Linked DNA regions of Astyanax mexicanus: region 1 is linked to region 2. The links are chromatin contacts, called in public Hi-C maps. All regions are on one chromosome and are shown on one strand. The core of a region is the stretch at or near the end of the contact, and the rest is flanking DNA. Distances in the headings are between cores, read along the strand shown.

Region 1 (7,222 bases), core at 3,305-5,804, 270 kb after region 2:
TCTTCCAGCTGTTTCCCAGCTATGTCCTTCTTCAGCTGCTTGAAGTCAGGAGTGAAGAGCTCTATATGTTCCTCATGCAGAACCAAACCTAAAAGATGGACACTTGTTAAAATTAGACATACAACAAACCTGAACAGAATTAAACAATGATGTGATTTGGTCAAAGCCCAAACACCAATCTAGGGCTGCAACAATTAATCAATAATGTTTAAGAATTTAAGATAGTGTATACCGTATTTTTTGGACTATAAGGTGCACTTAAAAACCTTAAATGTTCCCAAAAATCGACAGTGTGCCTTATAATTAGGTGCACCTTATGTATGAATTCTATAAGTCAGGTATTAAGGAGCAGTGAAGCCACTCTCTGCTGAAGTACAGAGTTGTACAGGAGTTTTAGTGAAGTTTCTCCAGCACTAAGGCTGGGTGCAGCAGCATTAGCATTAGCCGCTGACCGCAGTGCTAGCTCTTTTGCCGGTCAGAGGCGAGTATATCGGACTGTAGTCTGTAGTCTATTTTTTGTTTAAAAAAATGCAATAAATATTCTCACACAACGTATTTTTTTTAACAGCTGACACGAGTAATCATACGGTCACCCAGAGAGCGCTGCAAGCATTTGGTGTGTTTATGCAATTTATTTATTTATTTATATATTTATTTTTACCTTTCGGTACTCAATAGTACTGAGACATTGCGGTTGGTGTTTTTTTGGTATCTAGTTTTAATACCAAGCTCTAATTAGTATAACACTGTACTACGACCTCAAGTAAATAAGTCATTGGTCATTTAGCTAATTAAAAAATACCATGTTTTTTGTACAGTTTTCTGAAAATATGTGGTGTATCCCTTTTTTAGAAGGCACAGCTGGACACTGTTGCCCAAGAGAAACGAGAAGCAAGAAAGACCATGATGTTTCCTGTGGAACAAGCTGACTTCAGCACAAACACAGTGCAGATATTATCTTTAGCTTACCCTTCTGCTGGGCGAGCTCCCACAGAGCAGCTGCAGAGCTGTAGTTGGTGGTCATTGGGTACTCCACGCATACGTGCTTCCCTGCCTCCAGAAACTGCCTGAGAGGAAATGAAACCGTGTGAGAAACATCACAGCTAATGTACCTCATAATATCACAATATTTCATTTCTGTTTGAGTCCATCACTCAGCCCAGTATAATGAGTATCAGAAGACTCTCAGAGGACTAACAGGAAACCCCTCTTGAGAGTTCAGCAGTCAATAGTTGTCTTACCTGATATGCTCTTCATGGCTGGTGTTTTCAGTGCAAACAAAGGCCACATTAATGTCATCCCTGCTTAGAGCCTCTTCTAGAGGGATCTGCTGGACTCCCTGCTGGTCCTCCATTGTCCTCCTAAACAAAACATTTACAGTCAGTCCCCCATACTGGAACTTTTCACCCAAAAACAATTAGTAGATAAACACTCCTTTCTCTGATGCAATGGAGTGAGATAATTGACATCATGATCAATGATCAGTCAGCACTGATCAATAAACACTTCTGATTTAATACAGCTTAACATATAGTTTAGAACAGACAGAGTTAAGAGTTAAGTGAAGGCTAGATGATATGCTAATATTTGTAGAGTTTTAATATTATATATATTTTTATTGTTTTTAGGGGTAGGAAATACAGCTCTGGAAAAAAATAAGACACCACTTAAAAATTATGAGTTTTTTATTTTTATTTTACCAATTTAAAACCTCTAGAATAAAATCAAAAGGAAGATTTTAAAATGTAATTTAACTTCGAGCATGGCATGCTCTAACCCAACGTACATATCCTTCTGAACTGGGCGACTGGTGTAACAAGGGCTGGGGTGCTGCTTATCTCTCGGCTCAGTGGTTTTCTTATCTCACAGTTTAGGAGGAGTTACCACTATTACCACTATTAACTTACTTTCAAAAGTGTAATATGATCAATTATGATTATTTAATGAGTTCCTTAAATATTACGCCTTTTTTAACTCTGCTATCATTAACATCCATATTTTTTAAAACAAGTACTGTAGTATTTAGTTCTGGTGATGGCATTTTGTTATGTATTTTTTTATATATGTTTTAGGACATCTTCTCACGTCTATTAGAATTAAATTAAAAAAATTCTGAATCACAAAACATATTAATAACATTTATAAAACAACTTGCTATGACAACTGATTAATTAAAATGTTTTAAAAAAATGACTGTTCCACACTCCACCAAACATCCTGATTGACTGCATTTACATCTTTATTGTTTAATTATGCACACATTTAAAAAAACCTTTCTCCATTCTAGGGGAATGCAACTGACCTGGACACAAATCCCTTAACTGTAAACTTCTCCGCGGCGCTGGAAGGCAGAGGAGCCAGCAGGTCTCGAATCCGCACCCCCCCGGCAATGCCCAGGCCCACCACCACAGACCCCAACATGTTACCTGTGGACAAGAGCACACAGTCAGTGGGCAGCATAGCAAAAGTTCGAAGACACATGGGACTATTAAACTATTAGATCAGTCAAACAGCATTATATTACTATAATAATATTTGTTATTATATGATATTGGGGTGAATTAATAGTGACTGACCAAACAAATGATCAATTTCTGCAAAAATGATGCTAAATTTAATTTTGTGTTTTTAATTTTGGCTGCAACAATTAGTTGATATAATCAAATCAACAGTGTTTATTAAATAAATTTGTCCACTACAAATTTTATTGTTGACTAATCGTTAATTTATAACAGTGCTGGGGACACAAACTGATTACATATTTACTTACTAAATATCAATACTTTTTAAGTTTAAACAACATCTAGACATTTAAATGCATTTTAAGTCTCATATTCAGCTGTTCCTATTGTTTTTTGAGATGGAGGACGTTGCAGGAATAATCGTGGGATATATTATAACTGTTTAATTATAATTTTTATATTTATTATAATAATGTACAAACTAATGTAGAATTGCTGTTATCAATTACATTATGGGGTATATTATGACTGTTTCCATTTTTTATTTTATCCACATTTCAAAAGAAGAAAAATAATTGTATAATTTGCCATTTAATACTGTCAAACATACTTTTACATTTATTATTTTTTATTTCTCCGTTCCACCTTAAATGCTGCATTGTTTGCGCTCTGGCGCTTGTTCAGGCTCTCTATTGTAACTAGCTGAATTTAAGGTGGAACCGGAAATTGCAATTAGACCCAATTCGTTTTTGTTTTAAAATGTAGCTGAAAGGATCCTGTGTTTATGAATGTAACACAGCATGGGTTATACTGTAACAGATATGTGTTTATCTCTATAATCCGGCCTTTCTGCGCGCTAATATCGCTTCGGCTACCTAATATGGTTTAAATACAAGGAGGCTGGGGATGCCAGTGTGGTGTATAAAGCGCGTGCATGACAGAAAGACACGAGGCGAGTCTCTGAAGGACATTTACACAACGACATGCTAAAACCGCTTAGTTAGAACTGTTCTAAAGCCCGGAGCGCTGTCTCTTACCTCTGAAAGTCTGCGCGCTGTGCTGTCCGGCTGCGCTGCTGCTGCTGCGGCTGCAGTGATATAACTCTCAACTCACAACTTTCATAACTCGCTCTACACAGGGGAGGGCTGCCTGCACGGGTTGCCAGATTGCGCATTCTGACTCCCTCCAGTGAATGCTGCAGAAAGAGTGCTTCTGGAGTTTTCCCCATTATCTTCACATTTGTTTATTTCTTATTTCCCAGACTTTATGCTTAAATTAAATTCAGTATTTCTGTAAAATTGTTATTATGTCTGCACTACGTTATGGGGTCTAATGATGAGATGAGTGGTGTGTATGATTTCAACCAAAATGTAAAAATATAAAAAATAAAAGTAAAAAGGGAGATTAATATTAAAGACATGAAAACAATTAAGAGACACATATGGAATTACGTAGTAAACAGTGCACAAAATGTTAGTCCTAAGAAAATACCAAGAGTGTGCAGATCTGTCCCAAAAAAGATAAATGTTGTTCTTAAAGTATCTAAATCTAAATCTATGTAACAATCTATATAAGAATCTAAAGTATATTTTGGTTGGTTACATTTTTTTTTTTGTATACATAACAGTTTAGCATGTGTTCCTGCGTAGCTTTAATATATTCTTCAATATTAAATTTACAATGTAGAAAAATTCTCACTAGTTTATTAGTCTGTAGGATCATTTTTCTATTCTGTAGTATTTGCCACAAAAACAAAAAGTGACAGTAGTAATAAGACATTTGGGTATTAAAGCTTTGTCTTATTATTTTAGCTTTAGCATTAAACATTTATGCTCTTGAAAACATGTTTGGGAAAACAATTACTATTACTATCACTATTACTATGATTACAACTATGCATTTTATTTTCTATGCTCTTTTTATTATGTTTTTTGTTGCTCATATTTATAGTAAGAAAAGTAGTGACCTGATAAACTTCTGATAGACTGATAGACTATTTTATTTTCAGCTGTATTATTATTATTATTATTTTTATTTTATTTTATTATTATTATTATTTTTTTTTTTTGTGATTTTGCTGTGAATCCGGGGATTTAAGGGTTAAAGAGGGTCATTCGGTTCAAAACAAACATGGCCGCTCCCATGCGGCGGTGAGGGAAAGCCTGCAGTTTAGAGGGACGGTCAGTTAAACTGGTTTATTATCACGAGTTAAAGCTTAGCTTCAGCTCCAGATTTACATTCATATACAGATTAATGATAGAAAAAGGCTGGAACACTGGATATTGTCTAACGGGGATTTTGCGTGCTTGTGCTGAACGTTACGCAGATAACGCAGAGGGAGATTTTATCAATGCTGGGTTTTAAGGGTTTTAAGGGTTTTGGTTGATGACCATAAGTCAGCTATATGTTTAATACTTTGTTAGCTTATTAACTAGTTAACTATGGGGTTAAAGTCCTAACCATTGTTTAATGTTGACAAGAAGACATAGAAACAACGTTCTGATGATCTGATTTATGATCTAAAACGCGACCTATAAAGAGCAGCAGAGTAAATACATATTATTTATCAAAAACAAATGTTTTTTTCTATTTTTATTTAACCTATATTTTATTTTTTCTGATTTCATTTACATAGAACTGCCTCCTTTTCCGCATGTTCTAGCTACCGTACATCATTTTCGTTTTTGGGAGGGAGCTGTTGGTGCTAGTGAATAAATTAGTGAAAAAAAGTGTGATTTCTGCACTATTAAAATAAAATAATTGTTCACAAGTTACAAAGAATTAAAGGGCACGTAAACCCATTGATTTTTACTGACTCCACCCTCAGTGCAAATAAAACAAAAATACAAAAAATGAGAGGGTAGTTTGGAAGCTGCACTGTGATGGTGCTGGTGATGTATGGGTTTAGGGGCGGGGCAGAAGGAAGAGCTGATTAGGATAAGCAGGAGGTTGGTATTATTGATTGATTGATTGATTGATTTGCATATTGTGAATATCCTTCTACCAAAGTACATGGAAACATCCTCGCCTATAGCGCAGTTAAAACTGAGAATTATGTTGCAGAGGTGGAAATTACTACAATAAACGTGTTTTTTTTTTTAATTAGGAAATGTTTATCAGATTTTATTCTGGATCGACATGTTTCATTACTTCAAAGGAACACATTTCAGATATTAATAAAAATATATAAATGGTTATAAATATAAAAGGATTTGGTGCACCCTTAAACCATAATAAGAGCCCAGACCCAATTCTGAATGCTGGTGCCAAATTCAAAGTTGAATCAGATAAATTCAGTTTCTTACTGCGGGCAAAATACATATTATTTTAAGATTAAAATTATGATGTAACAACAACCATTTCATAACATTTTATTTCAGAAATCAGATCAGACCTAGTTCTGTGGAACATAAAACATTTCATTAAAAGATTTTAATTGTTAAAATGGTTGGAATAGATCAGTAAAAGCAAAAATACACTTTTTAAAGGATCTAGTTTTGCTTTAACTCCAGCACTAACTCTAAAGCACTTTAGCATTCTGTAAATAAGGTGAGATGAACAAACACAGATTAACCCTCTGTCTGGTAGTGATGCTCTCAGGATGTTCATTATGTGTCACTTAGTGGCACTAAACTCTAAACCACAATTTTTTATTTTATTTAATTTTATTCATATTTTGTTCATTTGACGTAATAAAACGTAATCCATAGTTGAGTGGATTATTTTAAATTAAGTGCAGTAGTTACTAAAAAAAAGAGGACTGGGTTAATAGATCAAGGCATTTTGTGTTTTTGGCATTTTTACTTTTTTTTTTTTTTTCAGGTTTGCTAAGATCGTGTGAGATCCAGAGGGTATGAGAAGATGAGCCGCTCCACCAGCCTGCTGCAGCAGATGACAATATTTGTCACTGTGATGACTGGGGGAGGATGTGGCATGATGTACTACCTCATGCAGAGTGAGCAGATAAACACAGATTCTATTAGAATTTGAAAGAGAATAATTTGATTGTGGGCAGGCATTAGATGTCAAGTGCCATGTTTAATATTATTATACTTCTGTGAGTTCCGACCCTGCAATGCGATTGGCTGAGAGGCGTTCTATGAGTGCTGTTATCAGCCGGTAATGCACTCTAACCGAAGCTCTGTGTATTACTCCACCACAAATAAACAGTTTTTAGTAGAGAAATCTGTGTAGACTAACATCCAGCACTTGTTTGGCTTTGAAAAAAAAATGTGTTTTTTTTATTACAGTTTTTTTTATTTAGGCACTTCCCCCAGCTTCCCTATTAGAAGGGAAACATGGCGACAGCCTTGCTCACTTCAATGTAGGCATCCTAACTAGTGTTGTTTAATTTGCCTTATAATCCGAAGCTCCTAATGTTTGAAAATAGACCAGAAAAAAGATGTTCATTGATAGTGCAGTTTATAATCCGGTGCGCCTTATAGTCTGAAGGAGTATTAGGAGTATTTTATCCTCTTCAGTAACACAGATGCTGTGAAATATTGTAGAGAACTGTCTAAAACATATGAAGTTTAACAGAATCACAGTATTGTGGTGTGATTGTGATTGTGGGCAACATGATCATATTGTACTGTGAGATGCCCTTTTGATTGTATACATTGTATTTTCCCCAATTCTTTTATTTCATAACTTTTTTTTAAATGATTTTTCCTGTTTTTTTTTTCTCATCTTTTTTTCTTCCCAGAAAACTTCGCTAAATCAGAGTATTATAGGCTGGCTATTGAGCAGCTGAATGAGAA
Region 2 (7,562 bases), core at 4,538-7,037:
AGAGCCACGGCCTTCGGTGCCCCGAAGCGCTGCTTGTAGTAAATCATCAGTGAGCGATGGCCCACCTTCGCTCCTGCAAACCAATCAGAGTGAAGATTCAGAAAAGACAATGGAAACTGGAGAGATCCATAAACACAACCATAAACCACAACTGTTCTAATGAGTTTATAATAATTCAGAATAGAACATAACACTAGCTGTCAGAACCAGAATATATAAAATTATACCAGTGATAAATTAGCTTCTACAAAAGGACCCATAACTTTACAAGCCACCTTCCGTATTTTTCGCATCATACAGCGAAATTAAAATCCTTTAATCTTCCCAAAAATTGACAGTGCAGATTGTGTATGAATTTTACCAGTCAGGTATAAAGGAGCAGTAAAGCCACTCTGCTGAAGTACAGAGTTATACAGGAGTTTTAGATTAGTTTCTCCAGCACAGAGGCAGTAGCAATACTAGCATTAGCCGCTAAGCAGCTGTGTAGAAGCTTTATTCTATAAACCCAGAATTTCTATATATATATATATATATATATATATATATATATATATATATATATAAAAAGTATAAAGATTATATACCTGAAGGCAGCGTGAGCTCTAGTGTTTCATCATCAACCTCCACTGTCTTCTCATCAGGCAACTCTCCGTCCTTCATCTCCACATCTCCTCCCTCTTTAGCGTCCGGGTAGCTGCTCCTAATCACCAGCACACACAAGTGTTTTAGCACAAAGTATATTTTATTTACCTGCTACATGAATGAATTTTTTTTTTTTTTTATAGTCGGCATTGTTGATTATGTCAACTAATCATTGCAGCCCTTTTGTACTGTATAATATAATGTATAAATTACACACTGTGAAATGGGTCATGCTGACTGTATCAGTGGGTGTGCAATGGGTGCTATTTGTAATAATAAAAAACGCTAACGTCTCAGTGCACCTGAAATCGTAGAAGTCGGCGAACTCCAGCGCTGCGTCTCCGTCAGTGAAGAGTTTGCAGTGGCTCTTGTCCGTCATGTGTGCCTGAACTGCCTCTGTGCTGTAGAACGACTTGCCTTTTTCATTACACCATAAACACACCTTCCCAAATCCAACCTTCTCTCCTATAAGGAGGGGAAAACACAACTTATGAGCAAATTTAATGTAAAAATTTAACTGTCGTTTTTTATAATTTACAGGATCGTGTTGCTGTAATATAACATCCAGCGCTTGTTTGACTTTGAAATATTATTATTATTTTTTTAAATATAAGAATTACAGTTTTGTTTACTATTAATCTAAATAAATTGAAATCTGAGGTTTGGAAATGTATTTTTAAAAAATGTGATTTTTTTATGTGAGCTATTATCTGTAGTAAAGCTGTAGTGCTGGAACAGATGGTTTTACTGCTGTTACTCTCTATTTCAGCATTTACACACTCACACACAGCACATTCACACTTTCATCATTATAATAACTAGAAAAAAGACACAGATAAAACACAGAGAACTCTTTAAAATAGAAGGTTTTTTTTTTTTGAGAAATTACAGATGAAGCCAGAGAGCTGTGAGTACTGTTTCATACACCTTCAAAAGACTCTGATACAGGAAGAGTCACGTCTGGCTGACCCACATGGAAACAACAGCTTCAGCCTTTAGCTCAGATTAACATGATTGAACTGAGACTCAGTTTCAGCAGTGAAGAAAATAATTAGTTAGTCTGAGAGGTAAAGTGTTACGCAGTAATATAGTCATTATTAAGATAAAGATAAAAAATAAAAAAGCAGCTTGTCAGGATCATTCAGCACTGTTACTACACTACTAAACCAGAGTGATGTTCTAAAACTTTTGACCGGGAACGTAATCCAGGGTAAATACTAGTGCTGGGCGATATGGGAAAAATCATATATCACAATATGGAATTTTTTATATCAAGCTAATAACATCATGTAAATAATATCATGATATACCACATTTATTTATGTTTTTAGTTATTCTTCGAAATATATGACCAAAAAAAAAAAAAAAAAAAAAAATATATATATATATATATATATATATATATATATATATATATAATTGCTTACTTTTTTCCAAATTTATTTCAAAGTGACATTAAACCAAACTTTCACAAATGAGAATTACGACCTTTTAGTGCAGCAGCATATATGTATCAAGTGAAAACAGATGAGGTAGATGCAGTAGCAATGTTTTTTTTAATTATACAAGTATTTAAATTGAGTTATCATAATAAACTAATAAATAACATTTTTTAAAGTATCCGTCAAATAACGTACAGCAGTATCATGTCACAAAACCACATTATGAAGCTTTTTTTGCAAAGATTACTTTATTATCACTTATATAAACATAGTTTATGCGAAGTGACCACGCCAATACATTTCATCGTAGCCTACTTTATATATTTGCATGAATAATTAATGAAATTACTGTAGAAACGATAGGGATAACCCCACAATATTTATCGTCATATCGCACAGCACTAGTAAATCCATAGATAATTAATGTTGAATCTATTGATCTATGTATATTGCTGTTGATCTATATATCTATGGTTGCTGCATTTATGTGGTACTAAAAATGGAAAAGTCATTTTTTTTTTTTAATGGCTCTTCCATAAAGGTTATGTGTGTACAGGTGTTGCTGCACAGTAGAAAAGTGCACCATCCATCCAAATTCTGCTAAATCCCTCTATTTATATGCATATTACACACGTTCCACATTTGCCTGCATCTAATTGGTTTAGTACGTCTGCAACTCACCCAGATATGCGATGAGTCCTCTCAGATCTACCAGGTATTCTATGTCAGGGATGAAGAAGCTGTGTGTGCTGGTCATGTGAGCCATGTTCTTGCTCAGAGATCGTGAGTGGTGAGAGCAGAACAGACAGTCCGTTACTGAAATGGTCCCTGGAGCGGCTGCTGTTGTAGCTTTTCCGTCCTCCTCCATCTGCTCCTCTTCATCGGCCTCCATGTCCTCATCATCGCCGTCATCTTCAAATGCATCAGCATCCTCGCCGTCAACATCCTCCCACTCTTCTGAAACAGATGATGGATATGAGTACCTGCTCTACTATTGGCTTCGAGTAGAAGAGAAACTTAACAGAATCTTATTTTAATGCAATATTTGGCAACAGGACAACTTCTAAGTGAAACTGTAGTGAACTGTAGTAAAAAAAAGAAACAAGTGTAAAGGCAAAATAATTTACACCAAACAATGACTAACTTATTTGAGATCACATTGCAGTGTTTTTGCTAGCAGCTCAATACTGATTCGGGCTTTACGATAAATTATATATTAAACATTTGCGGTATTAAATTAAATGATATTTCTCTAATTGAATCGGCCACAGTGCTGTTTAGTGGCTGTGCAGTGTCTGGCATGCATTTAGCATATCTTGTGGAGGAAAGAGAAATAGTTTTAACCCAACTAACTGGATAACCCTCTCAAGAGTACATCCCTCAGCCAGTACAGTAAGTAGTTATTAGCACAGCAACACAGCAGAGCTAAGGAACACTACAATCCACAATCCACCAAAAGTGCAGTTAAGTTAGGTTTGGACAAAGAAACAAAACAGAGGGACAGAAGAGTAGAGAAGGTATCAACATTTAGCACCCACCTTCCTCCTCCTCTCCTTCCTCTCCCTCTTCCTCTGCAATCTTCTTGGCCTGTTTCTCAAACCACTGCAGCCGAGGCGCTTTGGCAGGCCGTTGTCTGTCCCGCCCCTCTGAGGGCGTGGCTTTGGAGGGGGTGTGTCTCTGCTGCTCCCTCAGCACTTGCTGCAAAGCTTCGTTCTGTGCATCCTTGTCGAGCTCCGCCCCTTTCTCCAGGTTCTTCTCGTTCATTCGCTGCACCTTCTCCTGGGCGGCTGCCAGGGCCTTCCTCTCGGCCTGCAGGTGTTTGTTGGACTGCAGGTGGTTGGTGTAGGCGTTGGTGGTGGAGAACTTCTTGTTGCAGGTGCTGCAGGTGGAGAAGCTGGTCAGGTTCTGCTGCTGCTGCTCGGCCGCCGCCCGCTGAGCCAGCACTCGCTCCTGGAAGTTCTCGGCCGTGACCGGGGGCATGTCGGCCACTTTGCGCTTCAGGTTGTAGCGGTGCCAGTCGGTCTTGTAGTGCGCCCGCTGCACCTCGCCATCCACAAACTGCACACGGCAGCTGATACAGGTGTAGGCAGACATTCCTGCTGAATTTAACCAAAGAAACAAGCTTAGGATTAATAGGAAATATTACACAAAAAAACACAAAAATGTAACTGGAGGACTCTAGCAAACCCCTATTGTTGCTGTCCAATAAAAAAAAAAAGTATCTCTATTTTTGACTATTTCTAGTTTTCTACAAAATTCGAACACAAAAATGGTCCCTAACACTGTGGCAAAATCTCTTGATAAATTGACAAATAGAAGTTCTCAAAAATGACCTGAAATAAAGTATTTTTACATTGACTTACATTGTTAAAAGTAAGGAAGGTTATTATTCAAATGAGGATGTTCCATTAGAATCACTATAAAGTTACCTTAACCAAACCCTCACACCCCCATGTTACATATTTTTTTTTATTTTAAAATATAACTGACAGAATTACTGTATACATTATACATTATATATATATATATATATATATATATATATATATATATATATATATATATATATATATATATATGCAAACATTTCACTATTTTGTTTGTTTTTGTTTTGTTTACTAGAGATGCACAGTTAATGAGAAGAAAATGAGAAGAATTAGAAAAAATTGAAGAATTAAGAAAAAAGAAATGTGAAAAGACCAAACTATTTATTCTAAATTATATATGTCTGCTGGGATAAAAAAAAATGGTAAATTAGTTAAAACATTTGATATTCAGTATTTTATCTTTGGCCAAATGTTACATTTTGTACAGATACTTTTTTTCTAACAAAAAAAATATATATATATTTTCCTTAATTCCATAATATATATATATATATAAATATATATAAAATATATATTTTCCATAATTTCCATCATGAATGTTAGGCTAGAATTAGTCTGTTATTATAACATCAAATAAACCTTTAGAGTATATTGTAAATTTTTATATTACATTCGTAAAAATTATTTATTCACAAAGGTTTCAGACGCAAAACTAAACTTCCCTACCGATTTAATTGAGTTAAATTAATTTCTCAAATTGTTAAGTAGCATCAATACAAAAAAAATAGAAAAATATTTTGCTATTATGATCTATTTTATAATGATTTAACGTAATGTTATATCGATTAGCCTTCCGCAATTAATGTAACGTTATAAATATTGTTATTAATATTTGTGTTAACCTTTCTTTTATGTTGTTCTATGTTGTCTAGATAATGCTGTGTATTTTCCTGTTTTATGAGTAACGTTATGTTGTATCCATGAGTAACGTTACTTAAGTCTGTACCAAATAATATAGATATTACGGAAGGTTTATTTGTCTGGCGTTATTTGTACGATTTTTAGATATTTGCTTGTTAAATACATTAAAAAAGCTAAGTTAGGTTAGCCATTAGTTAGTTAGCTTAGCTGGCTAAATAATAAACAGAGGAGGTAACGTTAAATTTAGATAACACAACATTGTCTACATAAAACTACATTACAGTGTAACTTATATAATAAGTTGATATAAGATCTTATGTAGGGTCAGAGCGTCTCCTCACCTGTTTATAAACGCTGTTCAGCTCCTCCACTGTGTGTAAATATCCTCAGCTCCAGCCTCTGTAAACCTCCAGCAGCTCACACGAGGCTGACACAGCGCTCAACCCGGACAGAAACAGCCCGAGTCCGGCCAGGTTCAGCCCACAGCGCCGCCAGCTGCCTGGCGGACCCCGGGTCTCCTGATCTCAGAGTTGCCAGGTTCGCAATTTTTTACGCCAAACTGGGCTTGTTTTTAAGTCCAGTCGCAGGTAATAAAAATTTAGTCATTATAACGGCCGTCAAAAAACTAAACAAAAAATTTGCCTTTTTATTATATAATATAAATAAATAAATAAATAAATATTATCTTTTTTAATGATACTGTATAACCTCTTATATTGTTGTTTGTGCTTCTGTGTTGTTTTTCTGTAACTGCTTCTGGCTGCTAAATTTTCTTTAGGATCAATAAAGTATCTATCTAAACATCCGGAAGATGGATTACAACATTAAGAATCAGGAGAACATTATTTTCTAATTATGTTACTATTAAATGTTCTTGACTGGGATATAAAATGGTTATAAAATAACTAATAAAACACTAATGTTACAATATTATTAATGACTACGATAAATAAATGCCTTATAAACAAAATACTAAGTCGTACACTTATAGTTGTTTTGATATTTGCTTCAAAACGTGTGACAGACGGCGGGTTTTAGACTAACTTTGGGCTGGACATTTTTGTTGGACCTGGCAACCCTGCCTGACCTGCCTGATCCAGACCCACACATGAAGAAAAAACATATGAAATTATTAAACAAACCAGAATATGTTTTATATGTTACATTCTTCAAAGTAGCCCATATCTGGTGGATGTTCTCAGTCAGTTTTATGAGATAGTGGCAAGAACTACTCAGCTAAGTAATGAAAAAATACTTTGAAGAAATGAAAGTCAGTCAATCTAAAACTTTTCAAGTATCTTTTGAAAGGATCCTTCACTGCAAAGACAATCAAAAACATTACAATGATGAAATTGGCTCTCATCAGGATCGTCCCAGGAAAGCATAATAACAATATCCTGACTGATCTGTGTAGAAATTAAGACAAATACCATCTTACACAAATGTGTTAAACGCATACAGCCAACACGGTTAGCAAGAGTACAGCCAACAAAAGTGGTTAAAATATTTTAGTATTAGTGATCTGTGTACGTCTTCAGGCTTAAAAAGGCATTTTAATCAGTATTATAATGGAATGACTGCAGATTCTGTCCAATATTAGATTTTATATAATTTTAGGCCAGAGCATAGACTGTGTATAGCTGGACAGAGCATCGTCTCTTAAAAGTGAAGCCACCACAGGTCGGGCGCCCCCTGCTGTTCGGCTGCAGAAAGCTGTGTAACCCCACCCATCCCCATAGGTTTCAATGGCAAAACAGACAACTTTCAATCACGTTTTTTTCTAATATATTGTAATTATATCTTCCTTTATTTAAATGTATCAGCTAGTGTAACCTCTGCTTATATTGTTAAATTTTTATATCCCCACAGAATTCGGTTTTTAAAACTTTATTCGGCTCTATTCATGGTAAAAGGGCTGCTTATGGGCGGTACCAATAACAGACCGTCAGCTCCGCTCCGCCCCGCTCTGCAGTCTGTGACCGCGAGGCAGCCCTCAGGGGCGGGGTTATTTAAATGAGGAGGCGTCTCTCCACAGCCTTTCTCCCTCCTCTGGTCTCTACTGCGCAGACTCTGGTCTCTGAATCGCCAAAATGGTGGAAGATTTTGGCTTCATTTTCATTGAATGAATGGGAACGGCGACACGGCATCCATCTTTATATACAGTCTATGGGCCAGAGAATGGAAGCATGCAATTCCTGAGATCCTTAAAAAAAATAGAAAGCAAGAGTTC

What was found. A called contact is a pair of places that touch in the nucleus more often than the background predicts.
Region 1: a contact with region 2 is called in a Hi-C map of blood, with 4 times the contacts expected there. The contact joins the promoter of LOC103038044 here to the promoter of znf622 in region 2. A contact is called at or near these places in 2 of 3 Hi-C or Micro-C datasets (blood and muscle).

Annotation. Positions count from the first base shown.
Region 1 is chr8:54,744,518-54,751,739 of AstMex3_surface, forward strand. LOC103038044 (cytochrome c oxidase assembly factor 1 homolog) reads left to right here and starts at 4,555. Exons shown (of 5, transcript XM_007250698.4): 1 at 4,555-4,642; 2 at 6,285-6,417; 3 at 7,168-7,222. The coding sequence starts at 6,324. blvra (biliverdin reductase A) reads right to left here and starts at 3,610. Exons shown (of 7, transcript XM_007250697.4): 1 at 3,500-3,610; 2 at 2,303-2,426; 3 at 1,242-1,361; 4 at 970-1,067; 5 at 1-88. The coding sequence starts at 2,421.
Region 2 is chr8:54,476,085-54,483,646 of AstMex3_surface, forward strand. znf622 (zinc finger protein 622) reads right to left here and starts at 5,788. Exons shown (of 7, transcript XM_022677878.2): 1 at 5,674-5,788; 2 at 3,623-4,180; 3 at 2,766-3,041; 4 at 945-1,107; 5 at 585-700; 6 at 1-73. The coding sequence starts at 4,178.